Regions from separate parts of the Zea mays genome. Here region 2 is linked to region 1. Evidence: chromatin contacts called from public Hi-C data. All regions are on one chromosome and are shown on one strand. The core of a region is the stretch at or near the end of the contact, and the rest is flanking DNA. Distances in the headings are between cores, read along the strand shown. Region 1 holds the start of LOC100283709 (growth inhibition and differentiation-related protein 88). Region 2 has its middle 16 kb from the start of LOC111589247.

Region 1 (2,700 bases), core at 82-2,581:
ATCTTCCTTGAGCTTTCTCCTATGCTCCTCAATTAAGTAGAAAGTCTGATCGTGAATTGGGTGAATAACCCGAATCATTTGCATGACCATTGGTCAACATAATAAAAACAGAGCAAATAGCAATAGAAAAAACAGCAAATAGCAATAGAAAAAACAGAGCAAATAAGTGCAAGGAAAATAATGTCTGCTTTCACATGATTGCAGAAGATGGTCGTGCACCACCATGGCCGGGCGCGTGCCATGCTCGGCGAGGTCCAGCGACACCACCATGGCTGAGCAGCAACGGAGGAAGACTAGGCTCGGATGTGAGCTATCCTCTTGCTACCTAGCGAGACATCACATAGATGCATGGCATGTCCGGAACCTGACGCGTGTATGGGCATGACGCACTCACATGCAGGTGCTGCTGAGTGGACCTAGCCCAAAATCCAAGTGGAGGATCAACTATTGAGTGGGAATCTAAATAGAGGCTTACTAACAAATAACCTTTTAAAGCTACAGTAATTAAAATATGAAGTCCACTGTAATCAGAAATTTGAGTAGGGGCATGTGCCCTCACTCGCCATAACGTCAGTCCGCCGCTGACAGGAGCCCCAAGGAGGAGAACAAGCTGGAGTCAGGGTGTCTAGGAGCTTCGAGGAGGAGAATAAGCTGGAGCTAGAGCGCAAGACTGACAGAGATGAAAACAGATAGAAACGGACCGAGGCATTTTATCATCAGAAACAGAATCAGATCTAAAATAGTCACGAACAAAAACAGAAGCGAGATAAACTGAATTGCGCAAACAAACGGAAACAAAAATACTAACGGAAACTCGTAATTTAATACAAACAGAAATGGTATTGATTGGTTGACTAGTGGCTGATGGTATGATAATAACACAAAACAAATAAATATACAGAGGCAACATTCTATTGTTGTTTGTTTGCTAATAGTATATATTTAGCTACACTGATGTTGTTTAAGACTTTAGACCACTTTTTATTGAAAAGAGTCAATAGTTACAATGTTCGGTCACTTGTGCTATAATTTGTCACCTAAAAGTATAAATGCATATTAGGCTCGTCATATATTTATTAAATACGGAATAAATACGAGTTTAATCTGAATAAAAGCCGGGATACCATAACGGATGGAATAAACCCTCTTTCATTTTTATAATGTTTATATATTTTTCTTTAAACATAAAAATGGTAAGATCAAATATAGAAAACGGTACAAATTAGGACAGAATTTTACCAATCCGTTTTCATCTTTAGAGACGGTGGCGGCGGGGACGTGAGATAACGGAGAAAAGAGATATATAGGATGACATGCGAGTCGATGTGCCAGTTCTAGTCAATAGAGTCGAACTATAAATCGTTTGTTTGAACTAAGAGAGACCCAGATAGCAATTAAAACTTTTACAGACATACTTTAAAATTTTATAGACTTGCAACCGAAATACACTTTATTCTTTCTTCAGCCTAGTCCGACTACCGACTAAGACCGACTCAGCTCCGGCGACCCTCAAACCGCACCAGCCATGGACGGGCCGCGTTGGACGGAAGAGGTGGACGACCTGGTCGACGCCGGCGACGTCGACGGCGCCATCGCCCTCCTTGAGTCCGTCGTCTCCGATTTGTCAACCTCCGCTGCTCCCCCTGCCACTGACCTTCGCCTCGCCACGGCGCTCGGCGACCTCGCGGGCCTGCACGCCTCCCGGGGAGACACCCTCCGAGCCGACGAGCTCCGCGCCCGCGCCATCGCCCTTCGGTCCCGCGCCACGGTCCCTGGGACTGGGACCCTAGGGTTTGTTTCCCCCCCTCGTCGTCCTTGTTGCTCTTGTAGTTCGTTGTTGGAAGCCCTTCGCTCAGGCCTCATGTTTCAACTGCTTAGTTATTGCTCTATTGGGCTATTATTAGAGTTACCTTCGTTGGGTTGTTCATACATAGAAATAGGAATATATAGATTATAATGTGAAATTCGATGCATGATTGGTCACCTAAGTCCTGGATTACTCCTAATTTTTAGCAATTGCCACTTGACTCTGTACTCTGTAGTTACACAGTTTCCCTGCGTTGCTCAGATTGTAGCTTGCCTTCATGGCTGCTACTTCTAACAACAGATTCAGTGGCAAAATTGATATATCTAAAACAGTAATACCAGGGGCACTAGCTAGTTATGTACTACTTCGACTTCCTCATTAACCATTGTAATTGGCTTCATGTACAATCTCCTGCTTGGGTGCCTTTTCCTTAGTTCTTAATTAGTTACTTATATGTTTGTTTTGTGCCAAATGACGCTCTCAAGGGATCAGGAGCTGTCAGAGAAATGTCCATCACAAGAGTGTGCAACGGGTTCAAAAGACTCAGAAGTCTCAGCTAATACTAATAAAAGCAATGAAGATGAGGAGGATGGTATTGTTTTTAACTTTTTATAGCTTGCTTGTGCTATTGAACTTGTGGACACAGCTCACAGGAAATTGAGATCGTGCATTCCTCCTCTGATACTTGCAGATTGGGAGGCTATTGCAGATAGTGGTGCCCTTGATGACACACTAGTGCGCTCTCTTGAGCAAGGAGCTAGAGTATCTTCTTGCAGCTCCCCCGAAAAAAGTAGCACCCCATCTTCAGGGCCCAAAAGGAGGGGGAGGGGCTCATTTCTTTACAATAAGAGTGTTTTGTACAGTGACCAGTGTGGTTCGGAAAGAGAGTTGGA
Region 2 (2,700 bases), core at 144-2,643, 120 kb before region 1:
CCATGGACTATCCTATTTATAGCCCCAAGGGGAGCTGTCTGGAGGACGGGAGTTGGCCGCGTACTGCGAGGAGATGTCATCGTACCCCGGTAGATGGTATGGCTTGAGAAATGGTCTTGTACTTGTTGTTGACTTGCACTCGCTTGGTTTCTGCTGAGAGCCGAGGCCGAGGCCGAGGGCTCAGTCACGTATCCGAGCCCTCCTGGTGAGAGGTTGCCCATACCGTAGTGGTTGGCATAGTGCTAAGTATAAAAAAGCTTCTTTAAGTAGTGCGTCACCTCTGCAGTGTCTGATACATGTACTTTTTTCTCTCCTTTCTCATATACGTGACTGTCGGTGCTGGCAAGAAACGGTGTTGCTCATCCAGGCCAGTGCCCCCACGGCGACGCCCGTCCCCGGATCCGACGGGTGTAGGCATGGACGTCGACAACAGCCGTGCCATCGGCCTGATTGGATGGCTGCGTTTGGACGCGCTGGCTGGCGCCGCCCTGACCAGTGGGATACAACAATTTTAAGTGTATGGGCAGATGCAGGCTAATAACATCAAAATGACTTGTTTTCATCAACTCATGCAAGCTATGCCTGCCACATGCAGACAATCAAATATAATCTTAAATAAAGTCAACGCATTCGGTGATCCAGATGAGATAGTGTGGCTAACCAATCAAACGACATGCTCCTCAAATACAAAGGCACGAGGGAGCGCGGCTCGCCAAGCCCATGGAGACGTCCGGTTTTGGCAACCCACCAAGGAGGTGACGAGCATGGACTCGAGCAGCGACGGCGACGAGGTGTGCTCGTGCAGATGACACTCTTCGTGTGCGGCTGTGTCCGACTTCACGTACAGCTAGGGATGATAATGAGTTCTATAAAATTTAGGATTGAATCAGATTACGATCGAACTCTACTCTATTCATTTTTAAATTAGAAATGATTTAAAGCTCTAACAAATTATAAAGAAATATTTGTCCTACGTGCGGCAGAAGCAGACCCTGCGTGTAAGACTACAGTGGCTTGCAGAATTTTCTTGTAGCCACCAGCAGTGCTGGTGGTGTTCGGATGCATACAAACGAATGTAAATGTGGATATGCATATGTTCAGAGTTCGATCATTTGTTTTATTTTATTTTATTTGTAACATGGTCAATGGTTTTTTGATCCACCGTGACAAAAAGGCGGAAAAGCGAGATCGATTTGTGATGTGAATGACTAAAATACCCCTTGTACCACAAACCAATTCCATGAAAAAATCGTTAGAATTGTGATGTGAATGACTAAAATGCCCCTTGTACCACAAACCAATTCCATGAAAAAAATCGTTAGAATTTTTCATAGCACATAGCTTATAGCACCTCTTTGACACTTCACGGTTAACATCAGCTTTTTTGACATCTCAATCTCAACCAAACAAGAAGAATCTCGAAAAAAATGATACCAAGCTTTGTTTTTGGTGTACGTGTACCATAGGAGCAATTATTTTCAGCCTTGTTTTCAGATTCCCTTTTATCTCTTCCTCCTTGCATATGCATATAGTATGGTGTTGGTAGGAATGATAATAAATTCTATATTTTTATGTATCGAATTGAATTAAAATTGATCTATATTTTTATGTATTTTTAAACTAAAAATTATGAAAGTTCTAATTTACTGTAAAGAAATATTTAGATCATGATTCATTATCACCCTTAGTTGTTGTTAACTATGTATTTTTCCCTTCGCAATTCTCTTCCTCCTGTGAATTCTACTCTTTTTTCTTTTTCGATTTGTTTTCAATTTCATTTTAAATATGGTTAATGGTTCTTTGATTCACCATCACAAAAAGGCAGAAAAGCGGTTTGTGATGTCAATGACTAAAATGCCTCTGTACCACAAACCAATTCCAAGAAAAAAATCGATGGAATCGAAGTGAGGTTCATCGTAATACTAACCGTTTTAAGTTTTTTTTATATTTTAATGATTGATGCATAACTCAAAAATATGTTTCTTTTCTTAAATCTCTTCTCTATTATTAAGGCGGTAGGCTGTCATTCCCCCTCCCGCAAATCTCATTGTCATTCCCACGTGCATCCCACGTCTAGCTAAAATTAAATTTAAAAAACACAAATGGTCCAATGGGATTCGAACCTGCGACCCTCAAGCAAATGTGCTCATAGCTACCACTACACCACATGTGTATTTATGTTAATACTTGTTACAGTAAAAATATCTACTACATCTCTCCCAAAGCCCACCTGCTACATTTACACAATGTGTAGTAGTAGATAATTATCAACAAGATTCTTGAATTGTATTTTTTGATTGAGCGAGTAGTATTTAAAGAAGAGCATTGCATGCAATTTCTTTTGTTTGAATAATGTTTTCAACTTAAATTCTTTTTATATGTGTGCCATTTATTCTCCGTAATATTTTTCTATGGATCTTACTTGTGAGTCATTTTCATAAACCAACGCCAAAGATGAATCCATGTTTCTTACTTGGAAACCTCGAACAAACACCACTGGCAGGAGGCGCTCGCGTTGGCGTCACTCATCGACGACGAGAAGAAGCTTGGCGACTGCCAGTTCGACCTCTGGAAGCAATACTACGTGGTCGCATGCACCACTGTGTTCGGCATGCTCCGGCGCAGCCGTCGCTTGGACGCGGTCCAGAGCGGTTGCACCGCGCTGTCCATCTTCAAACAGGGGGACCTCATGGTCGTCGC

What was found. A called contact is a pair of places that touch in the nucleus more often than the background predicts.
Region 2: a contact with region 1 is called in a Hi-C map of leaf, with 5 times the contacts expected there. The contact joins the enhancer-like site here to the promoter of LOC100283709 in region 1. A contact is called at or near these places in 2 of 25 Hi-C or Micro-C datasets (ear and leaf).

The regions. Positions count from the first base shown.
Region 1 is chr6:135,108,703-135,111,402 of Zm-B73-REFERENCE-NAM-5.0, reverse strand. LOC100283709 (growth inhibition and differentiation-related protein 88) reads left to right here and starts at 1,331. Exons shown (of 6, transcript NM_001156608.2): 1 at 1,331-1,791; 2 at 2,293-2,399; 3 at 2,499-2,700. The coding sequence starts at 1,526.
Region 2 is chr6:135,225,179-135,227,878 of Zm-B73-REFERENCE-NAM-5.0, reverse strand. No RefSeq gene overlaps it. Among protein-coding and RNA genes, the nearest start is that of LOC111589247, 16 kb to the left of the region's middle. Within about 2 kb of position 1,393, at least 3 of the 20 cell types and tissues checked have an H3K27ac peak or open chromatin away from gene starts, as enhancers often do. A contact at or near this core is called in leaf, where this site is marked.